2 separate regions of the Sus scrofa genome follow, and region 2 is linked to region 1. The links are chromatin contacts, called in public Hi-C maps. All regions are on one chromosome and are shown on one strand. The core of a region is the stretch at or near the end of the contact, and the rest is flanking DNA. Distances in the headings are between cores, read along the strand shown. Region 1 overlaps SPICE1 (spindle and centriole-associated protein 1). Region 2 overlaps GTPBP8 (GTP-binding protein 8).

Region 1 (5,627 bases), core at 2,040-4,539:
TAGAAAAAGCACTTATATCATTATGGACCTTGTAATTCCCTAGGATCATCCATCTAATTGAAGATTCTCCTTTTTTTCAAAGAGGATATAAATATCAAGAAATTGCATTAAATAGGTACTGAGACCTAGTCATTCATTAAAAAATTGATTTAATTTTTTAATTTTTTCAATTCTTCATGGGCTTTTAAAACTATCTCAAAATTCTAAACATTTTAGTTAATTAACAGATCCAATTAGGTTAAGATACAGCTAATTAATGTTTTGCTACTACATTTTTTCCATGTGCTTGTCAATAAATTCCAAGTTTCTTGGGTAGCTGCTTTTAAAACAAACTAATACATTAGAAGAGACTAAGTTTTTGTTTTGGGGTTTGCTTGGGTTTTTTTGCTTTTTAGGGCCACTTCCACAGCATATGAAAGTTCCCAGACTAGGGGTCAAATCAGAGCTACAGCTGCAGGCTTACACCACAACCACAGCAACGTGGGATCCAAGCTGTGTCTGCAACCTACACAGTACCTCATGACAACACTGGATCCCTAACCCGCTGAGCAAGGCAGGGATCGAATCCACATCCTCATGGATGCTAGTCAGATTCGTTTCCACTGAGTCACAATGGGAACTCCAGGGACTAAGATTTAATGAAGAACTAGTATCTGGTATTATGCTGGGCACCTTATATAACCTAAGTCAGCTGATCCTCACAAGAATCATAGCAGGTATGTCCCAATCCCATTTATCAAAAAATACTTATTTAAGCCAACTCAGGTACCTTGAGAAATCAACTCAATATCAAACAGCTAGTAATAGAATATGAACACAGATTCACTTGGCTCCAAAGGTGTAAGCAGAATGACTTTCTGTTGTTTCCTATTTGTAGATGGTGGCACAGTCTCATGTAACCTAGACTTGAATGCCACCTCTGATGCTAACTAGCTGTGCAATCTTGGACAAGTCAATTTTTCTGTGCCTCAGTTTTTTCATCTGCTAAATGGGGTAATAATAGTAACTGGGAGTTCCTGTCGTGGCTCAGTGTAACAAACCTGAGCTCTGGCTCCACTCAGTGAGTTAAGGATCTGGCATTGCCGTGAGCTATGGAGTAAGGTGCAGATCCTGCATTGCTGTGGCTGTGGTATAGGCCAGCAGCTATAGCTCTGCTTCGACCCCTAGCCTGGGAATTTCCATATGCCATGGGTACGGCCCTAAAAAGACCAAAAAAAAAAAAAAAAAAAAAAAAATTAGTAACTACCCCCTAGGTAGCACGCAATAAATGTTAGCTATTACTATCCAGTCCTATCTTTTTTAGTACAAGCATTAGTCACAGAAAATGTATTATGCTTGAATAAGAACAATTCTAGCAATCATAAGTTGGTATTTAGATATTAAAGCTTTTGAAATGTTTATCAAAATGCCTGTCTACATTAAACTTAATTTCAGCATGAACATTATGGCTGTGTGCAAGCATATTACCTGAGGCTCTACAACAGATTCACTAAGAATGGCCTTGGCAACCGGGTCTTGATTTACCACAATTGGACCTTGAGAGGAATCAGGAGCCATTGTTATATTCGGAAACCCTGCAGAAAGAAAATAAGTCATGATGATTTTGTTTCATTTAATTACATTGATTTCACATGTACTATACACTGCCATAAGTTTGCATCATCATATGAAAATCTTAAATAACAATAATGACAACTCACACTTATATAGTCCTTGCTATATGCCAGGCACTTTTCTAAATGTTTTTACATATATTCAATTGTTTCACCCTCGCAAAATTCCATGAAGTTGTTCCCATTATTATTTTACATATGGGTAAACAGAATCTCACAGATGTGAAGTAACAGGCACAGAATCATACTAGTGACTGGCCAAGCCAGAATTCAGACCTTAAACTAAAGCCTCGTCATCTGTTTTTTACGGATTAATATACACATCAAAGTGGAAAATGTTGTATAGTTATACACGGGAGGCACAGTTCCTTTCAGAGAGAGACTGAAGTTGCTTTAGGTTTCAAATTAAGCTTTACTCAAATTACATACAAAACAGATACTGTAATTATATGATAACTTAATACTAATAAGCTGAAAAATTCATATTTTAAATTAGGAAATCTTACACATTTCACAAAGTATTTTAGAAAATAATAACAATTTACTTTTCCTTAACTGAGTAATTTTAATAGTTAATATTCTTTGTGAAAATATTAATATTCTTTGTGAAAAGCACATAAATTATAATAAATCTGTGCCTAACAACCCTTATATACTATTCACTCCAGAAAACACGTAATATAAATAATACAATGGCTAAAAAAACAATTTTAAATTCTTTCAAATAGCCAGGTGTGGGCTATGGCCGTTAATAAGATAAAGAAATTTTGTTTGATGTGAATACTTTACCTGTGCGCCTACGAGGAAAATCAACAAACAAATCTTTTGCTGTAGCCATCAAATGATCAGATTTTTCCAATACATCCTGCATCTGGTATTGATCAGAAAGAATCTAAAGATGTGTTAATAATAAATATTATTATTCAGAAAAATGTATATACTTAACAAATCACAGAGGAAAAGTCATACAAAGCCAGGAGCATAAAAATAACTTAAAATCCTTCAGTGGCAATACCACTAAGAACCAGTAGATGGAGCTATTACAATAATTAGTGGATTCCAAATGCTTGGCTTCAATTTAAGCCACAATCTCAAATGCATGAATCTTTGCTGTTTCTACCTCTAAAGTGATTTCATAACCCACTAATGAGTCATGACTCATAACTTAAAAAACAAGATGTGATATATGAGTTGGGGGCATTAAACAAAAAAGTGATGCTTCCACATTTATAAAAAACCTCAGTTTTTATCCTGGAGAGATGAGAACTCAAAAAAATACCATTACATGGGAGTTCCTGCCATGGCTCAGCGGTAACAAACCCAACTAGCATCCACGAGGGTGCCCATTAGATCCCTGGCCTTGCTCAGTGGGTTAAGGATCCTGTGTTGCCGGGAGCTGAGGTATAAGTGGCAGAGGCAGCTCAAATCCTGTGTTGCTGTGCCTGTGGCCTAGGCCAGCAGCTACACCCTGGATTCAACCCCTAGCCTGGGAACTTCCATATTCCACAGGTTCCGCCCTAAAATTACAAAATATAATATAATAATTACAGCAGTGCTTCTGATTTTGTACTTTCAACTTAGGAACTTTCCTAATTATAAGCAAGGACACACGGGCTGGAGTGAAAGCAAGTCAACTCCATCCACCACCACCAGGTGGCATCCTAAGGTTGAAAGGAGCCTCAACATTGGAAACTGCCCAATTTCCAACACTGACTCAAATCAAAATATCTGGTAACAAATGCTCTTTCCAGAATTTCTCTAGGCTATGGAAACAAGCATATAATATGACTCAGCTATTGTTTCAGGACATGAAGAAAAATAACAAGAGTTACAGTCTGACTCTCCCCTTTTTCCCTTGCTAAAAGCCAAGCATATTGGCTGGCTCAGTTAATGCGAATAAAGTTCTGAACTCTTTGCTTCCAAAAAGAGTAAGCTTTGTAATGGCATAAAGCAAAAGCACATCTGGACTTATAAGGCTGGCATCCTAAGCCCAGTAATTAGATACTAGGCAAACCCCCACTTAAAAACTTAGTTTCCTGATAGGTAAATGAAGATACAAACACCTTCCCAATCCCACAAGGCTGTTATAAGGCTGTGGACACACTGAAAATATGTGTTCAACTCTAGATATATTTGAGAATGTTGTTGCAACTAAAATTTCCATTTCTGGTTAGCTATTTTGCAGTACATGCAATTAGAGCTTAAGAAAGTAAATGAAGCATTATAATCTATCACTTACACTAGAAAAATTACACAAGGTATACTTTCTAATGGCAGTTTTAAGAGTTTACTATTTTAAAAAAAGGAATTGACCTCCGATCAAGATAAAGATATATAAACTGACAGAAATCAATTGTGGAGGAATGATTTTATCATATCAAGATCTAATATGCTCAACATTACTAATTATTAAACAAATGCAAATAAAAAGTACAATGAGGTGTTACCTCACACCACTCAGAATGGCCATAATCAAAAAGTCTACAAATAATAAATGCTGGAGGGGGTACTGACAAAAGGGGACCCTCCTACACTGTTGGTGGGAATGTAAATTGGTGCAGATACTATATAAAACGATATGGAGGCTCCTTTAAAAACTAAAAATAGAGTTACCATATGATCCAGCAATCCCACTCCTGGGCATATATCCAGAGAACACTATAATTCAAAAAGATATATGCACCTCTATGTTCATAGCAGCACTATTCACAATAGCCAAGACATGAAATATCCATCAAGAGATGGACCTAAATGTCCATCAAGAGATGAATGGATAAAGAAGATGTGGTGTATATATACAAACACACAGTGGATTATTATGCAGACATAAAAAGAATGAAATAATGTCTTCTAGCAACATGGATGAACCTAGAGATTAACATATTAAATGAAGAAAGTCAGAAAAAGACAAATATCATATGCTATCACTTACATGTGGAATCCAAAAAAAAAAAAAAAGATACAAATGAGCTTATTTACAAAAGAGAAATAGACTCACAGATGTAGAAAACAAATTTATGGTACCGAAAGAGAAAAGAGGGGCAGGGGGAGGGATAAACTAGGAGTTTGGGATTAACAAATACAAACTATTATATACAAAACAGATAAACAACAAGGACCTACTGTATAGCACAGGGAACTATATTCAGTATCTTATAACAACCCATAATAGAAAAGAATCTGAGAAAGAATACACACACAAACATACACACACGCATACATTATAAACAAATGAATCACATTGCTATAAAACTGAAACCAACACAACGTTGTAAACCAACTATGATTTAAAAACTTTTTTTAGGATTTTCCCTTATGGCTCAGCAAAAATGAATCTGACTAGGAACCATGAGGTTGCAGGTTCGATCCCTGGCCTTGCTCAGTGGGTTAAGGATCTGGGATTGCTGTGAGCTCTGGTGTAGGTTGCAGACCCAGCTCGGATACCGCGTTGCTGTGGCTGTTGCATAGGCCAGCAGCTGTGGCTCCGATTCGACCACTAGCCTGGGAACCTCCATGTGTGCAGCCCTAAGAAGAAGAAGAAGAAAAAAAGAAAAATTTAAAGATCTGATATTATTTATAATGAGGTCTTCAGTAAGCCACCTCCCTGCATCCTTCTGCAAATCCCAGGGTCTTTAGGGCAGATAGTCTGAGGGGCCAGAGGTCAGTGCATTGACTTTCCCTTGCTCTTTCTAGATTTCTTTATCACTGCTCTGTGATAAAACTTATCCTCATGATAGGTAAAATCAATCTCTGCAGGCTCCTCTGTATATATTACTTCCCCAGACGGATTTGCAAAGCATAAGGCCTATCTCATGAATAGTAGAACATATCTTGGATTTTCAAAAGACCAGTCACAAGCCCCTTCAAAAACATCTGAAAACTTCTCATGCAAGTAGCCTTGTTCTCTAGTAATAAAAACCAGACAGAATTGGGAAAGTACAAAGAGATTAGGTTATTTACTATACTTTTGGAATTTATAAAATCTGCACCAAAGCCTCCGTCTAATTTGAATCT
Region 2 (5,627 bases), core at 2,234-4,733, 460 kb before region 1:
GTGATCTGTGCCACAGCTGCAGCAGTGCCAGATCCTTAATCCACTGTGCCACATGGAAACGTCCTCTTCCTTTAGAATAAATTTCCAAATAAATTCCTTCATTTCTGCCATGTAGAATAATTTTATGTCTGAATCCTATTCATCCTTTAATTCCCAGTTCAGATGCCTCTCGTTTCACCTGCCCCCAAAGCTGGAACTGATCTCTTCTGTCTCCCATCTCCCTTTTTCTCTACCTCCCTACGAGAGTGACTGACAACAGTTTGCCTTGTTCCTGAGACATCTGTGCTGGGTCCTCTAAGCACCTTCAAGCAAGGGATGTATGTCCTCCCTCCTGCTGGCACATGGGTGCTCAGTAAATACCTGTTGAATAAGTACTGAATGAATTAACTAATGAATAAAAAGGCCTTTCAATAAGAACCAAGTACTAGCATAGCATTAAAAATTTCTTAATTGAAGAAATACAACAGCTCTGTAAGTCGCTGGACCACATTTGAAAGGCCAGTCATACATATGCATAATGGGTTAATAACCCATATGCTAGTGTCCAAAATGTTTCCTTGATTCTAAAAAGCATCTTCTGCCTGACTAGACTTTTAATATATTTTCCCATTTTTAGGGCTGTAATAAAACATATTTTCTTTCAAAATGTAATTTACATGTAAAAGTCTTAAGGGGACAGCCTCTCATTTGCATTCAGGAACTTTCAGAAGATATAAGACTCACATATTTCATTTGAATTCCTGAATTGAATTTTCGTTTGAATTTTGATCTGAATGTATAGATATAAATCCAAGTTTAAGATCTAGAGTGTATAAGAATTATAATTTTCATGGGTCAAATGCTGATTTTCACTTTTTGGAAATGTGTGAAGATGACCCCTTGCAAGAATCTTATAATTATCTAGAGATACATGAAATGATGAAGAAAAGAGCTGAGAAGACAGTAACAAATGAGTTCCCAGCAAACAGAAATAAAAGAGGTATAGAGGGTTCCCTTTTCTCCACACCCTCTCCAGAATTTGTTATTTGTTGACTTGTTAATGATGGCCATTCTGTGTGAGGTAGCACCTCATTCTTGTTCTCTAATAACTAGTGATGTTGAGCATTTTTTCATGTGCCTCTTGGCTAACCATATGCCTTCATTGAAGAAATGTCTATTTGAGTCTTCTGCCCATTTTTCGATTAGGTTGTTTGTTTTTTTGTTGTTATTGTTGTTGAGTTGTGTGAGTTGTTTGTATATTTTGGAGATTAAGTTTTTGTCTGTTCCATTGTTTGCAAAGATTTTCTCTCATTGTGTGGGTTGTCTTTTTGTTGTTGTTGTTGTTTTAATGGTTTCCTTTGCTTTACAAAAACTTTTGAGTTTAATTAGGTCTCATTGGTTTATTTTTGTTTTTATCGACCTTATTCTAAGAGGTGGATCAAACAGATGTTTCTGTGATTTATGTCAAAGAGTGTTCTGCCTATGTTTTCCTCTAGGAGTTTCATAGTATCTGGCCCTATGTTTAGGTCTTTAATCCATTTTTGAGTTTATTTTTGTGTATGGTGTTCAGTGTTGATGGGAATGTAAATTGGTACAACCACTATGGCAAACAGTATGGGGGGGTACCTCAGAAAACTAAATATAGAACTACCGTATTATTCAGCAATCCCACTCCTGGGCATTGATCCAGACAAAACATTCATTCAAAAAGGTACACATATCCCTATGTTCATCGCAGCGCTATTCATGATAGCCAAGACATGGCAACAACCTAAATGTCCCTCAAGAGATGAATGGATTAAAATGTGGTACATATATGCAATAGAATATTATTCAGCCATAAAAAGGACAAAATAATTTGCAGCAATATGGATGCAACTAGAGATTCTCATACTAGATGAGGTAAGTCAGAAAGAGAAAGACAAATCATATGATAGCACTTAATATATGGAATCTAAAATATAGCACAAAATGATCCTATCTACTAAACAGAAACAGATTGCAGACATGTAAAGCAGACTTGCGGTTGCTGGGTTGTGGGGCGAGAGTGGGATGAATGGGGAGTTTAGGTTAGTAGTGCACACTGTTGCATTTGGAATGGGTAAGCAATGGGGTCCTACTGTACAGCACAGGCAACTTATGTCCAATCTCTTGGCTTAGAACATGATGGAAGATAGTATTAAAAAATGTACATGTATGCATGCTCGTGATACTTGTTATACAATAGAAACATTGATGAAACATTGAAAGAACATTGTAAATCAAATACAATTTAAAAAATAAAATTTAATAAAAAACAAAAAAAATTAAAAAGGGATAGAATAAAAGCCCCCATTACTGGGAAATCAGACTCCTATAGAGCAACCTTTCAAACTCTATTCAATACATATTTTTATTATAACATTTAGCTTTACAGTAGCATATAACTTAATAGCTTTAAGTGGAATTACTCCCCATGGACCTTTGTATGGACACCTGAAACAGCTCAGAAAATCAGTCCTCAGTTATGGCTTGTGCAATACCCACGTCTCCACCAGAGGGCAGCAAGAGGCTGTACCCAGATTACTCTTTGCTGGCTTCTAGCTTCAGTTAGAAGCCAAGCAGAACAACCTAATCTACATACCAACTCGCCAGTGGAATCTCAGCTTCACAACCTCAGACAGAATGGAGACAAATGGACTTATTCCTGGCAGAGGAGATTTAAAATATCAAAGAAACGTCTTATAGGCAAAGTAGATGCGCATGATTTCAAGGCTTTGCCCCTGACTTGGAAGCAAGTCATGTGATCTGAAGACCTCCTTTGGCCAGAAGTGGCATAACTTAGTTTATTGTCAAGGAACAGAGTCACCTGACCCTAGCATTGTCAAGACTTAGAGAAAAAGTTGATAATCAGATAATTGGATGTGGGTTTTTTTGTTTTTTGTTTTTTGTTTTTTGGTTTTTTTTTCTGCATTAAAGGCTCAATGCCCAAGAACTGGCCTTGGAGAAAATGAAATCATTATTCCTATTCTTTGACAGCCTTGAGGCAGAATTTCCAAGGCAAATTTATAAGGTGTATAAGGATTTAGTTTCTTGTTTTGCTTTCTTCTCTCTTGCCAGTTACCTCCTGAGAGCTGGGCATGGATCAGTAAAATCCCTCTGCTGTGGCTGCCAGCAAGTCTGTGCCTGATTTGGTGCATTTCTGAAAAGGTACCAGGGCCTCTAGTGGAATATAACACCCTAATACTAGGCCAAGGGTTGGATCCAAGCCACATTTCAATGTCTGCTGCTGAACCAAGCTCTAAGCAGGGACCATCTTTTCTGCCCAAGAAGTTGTTACTGGAATCTTTCAAGTGTTTGCTTTTGCAACTAAACTGGTCAAGAAAATGTTTTTAAAAATTAGGAGTCACTCAGAAAGGAGATAGCCTCTTTTCACCCAACATTTCCAAGAGACACATCATCTGTGTACCCAGATACCCTCAGAAAAATACACATGTGTACATGCACACTTGCCAAGACACAGAAAGTTCTCAGGAGACTCATGTTCCTAAAAGCTTTCTGTCTTTTACACCAGTGTTTATTGCTGTCTAGTCTCATACGACCTACTATGGGAGATACTGGCATAGCAAGAATTTTGCATCAGGAATATATAAGAAAACATGATCAAGGCAGAAAGCAGGTGTATTCAAATAGTGTCAAGGTATTCAAGTGTGATAGAGCCAGTAGGTAGAGTAACATCTAACTCAGGTCGATTCCAGGATAAAAAGATATTAAAATTCGCATTGAAAATCTCCCTCCAGGAGCATATAGGCATCATGAGAACAGGGATGTTTAGTTCCTTGTTCTAACAAGAAGCTATTTCATCCCTCATTCTGTCCTAAGTGCCTAGAACAGTTCAAATACTCAATTTTTGTCAAATGAAGAAAATACTTAAGAAAGTTACCACATCAGAGACCGATATCTCTCAGTGAGTCTGTTTCAGACAATCCTTTCCCCCTCCAACATTAAGGCAGATCATGATTTATTCACTTGAACACTAGCTGATGTAGTTGGCCTGGCTCAAGGGGCTGTGTTGTATGCATCTTTAATAATAGCCGCATCCAGAGAGGCAAGTTGCTCACCTCAGAGAAGCCCATGGGCACAGATGCTGGCTGAATAAAGGAAGATTCCCTTCTCCTACTCTCTTGTGGCCAGATTTAGCAAATAAAAATAGAGCGTGCTCTGTTAAATTTGAATTTCAGATAAATGAATTTAGCATAGTACAAACTTGTACTAAAAAAAAATTCATTATCTAAAATTCAAAAGTAAATGTGTCCTGTATTTTTGGCAGCCCTAATCTACAGCATATACTTGCTGAGCAGAAGGAGGGAAGAATTGTCTGACATTTAAATTTTGACCTTCCTAGGGTCACACAGGTTGTATTTTTTAACTTCAGTGTATGAATGCCACTGTAGTGTGACCATGACAGTAGACCCCATTTAATTCCTTTAGGTGTGCCATTGAAAATTCTAATATTTGGAAACGTTCCGTGAACTCAAAGTTTTGAAAACCTAGTATAGGGTCTTTGGTAATCGGTCTCCTTTGATCTGAATGAAGGGTCTTCCCTGTAACCTTCTCCATCCCCTAGACTTTAATTCTAGGCAGATTTTAATTGTAAACAGACTTTGATTTCTGGGCAGATAGCTTTGTTCAGAAGGTTGAAACTAGGCATAGGAGGTCTTGTGTTTCCTAAGTGATTTCCAGCCTATTATCAACCTCCTGATCATGAAGCGGCTATCACAGCCAATTTTGGGAGTGGGGCAGGAATTCATACTGCAAGAGTCGGGGAAAGTACTGAATTAAGTAATGATAACATGAACTCACTTTTTCCAACATGAATATGGTTTAGAAAAAGTGATCCCCAGACTTCTGTTCACAAACATCATTTATTAGTCCTGGGCCAGAGCCAGTCTTTCCTGAGAACCCATACCTGGCTGTAAGCTAAACAAGTGTTCCGTTCCTGGCTGTGGTCTCAGAGGGACCACCTTTACCCAGAGCTTAGCCCTCATACATGATGGCTTAGCTCAGCCAAAAGGCTCTGTGGATAACCCTGGGCACCTTGGGTGGGGGTGGGGGTGGAGGAGTGGCAGGGGGCAGAGGAATTTAGGTGGTAATCAGAAAAGGAGAACTCTTTTCATTGAAAATCTTTGTTCAGATAACCTCAAAGTTTATTGACAGAATTTTGTAAAGAAAATGTTCTTTTGTCACTTGTAAGCATTATTGCTTTTTATTGAACTATACTATACATAAATAGGAGACCAAATAAATGAATAAAAATAAAACTCTTACCTTCCTAGAAACCTCCATTATATTACATGGCATTTAAGATCTTTCACAAATTAACACCAGTCTATCTTTCCAACCCCATTTCCTGCCACTTCTTTCTAGGACTGTCATACTCTACCCTGGGGTTTCTGAACCTCAGCACTATTGGCATTTTGAATAGATAATTCTTTGTCATAAGGGACTGTCCTGTGCATTGTAGGATATTTAGCAATATCTCTGGCTTCTACCCACTAGATGCCAGGAGCCTTCCCCAACTCCCACCTTGCTATCACCCTCATGATAGCCAAAAACTATCTGGAGACATTGTCAAATGTCCCCTAGGGAACAAAATCACCCCATTAAGA

Evidence for each region. Hi-C and Micro-C count contacts between places; a contact is called where the count stands out from the background.
Region 2: a Hi-C map of skeletal muscle shows a contact between it and region 1, with 2.9 times the contacts expected there. The contact joins two enhancer-like sites. A contact is called at or near these places in 7 of 47 Hi-C or Micro-C datasets (embryonic fibroblasts, epiblast stem cells, omental adipose tissue and 2 more).

Annotation. Positions count from the first base shown.
Region 1 is chr13:146,431,408-146,437,034 of Sscrofa11.1, reverse strand. SPICE1 (spindle and centriole-associated protein 1) reads right to left here. Exons shown (of 18, transcript XM_021070358.1): 5 at 2,403-2,505; 6 at 1,468-1,574. Among named protein-coding and RNA genes, the nearest start is that of SPICE1, 23 kb to the right of the region's middle. Within about 2 kb of position 3,289, at least 14 of the 83 cell types and tissues checked have an H3K27ac peak or open chromatin away from gene starts, as enhancers often do. A contact at or near this core is called in skeletal muscle, where this site is marked.
Region 2 is chr13:146,887,442-146,893,068 of Sscrofa11.1, reverse strand. The region is part of intron 5 of GTPBP8 (GTP-binding protein 8); the gene reads left to right. Among named protein-coding and RNA genes, the nearest start is that of NEPRO, 12 kb to the left of the region's middle. Within about 2 kb of position 3,483, at least 15 of the 83 cell types and tissues checked have an H3K27ac peak or open chromatin away from gene starts, as enhancers often do. A contact at or near this core is called in skeletal muscle, where this site is marked.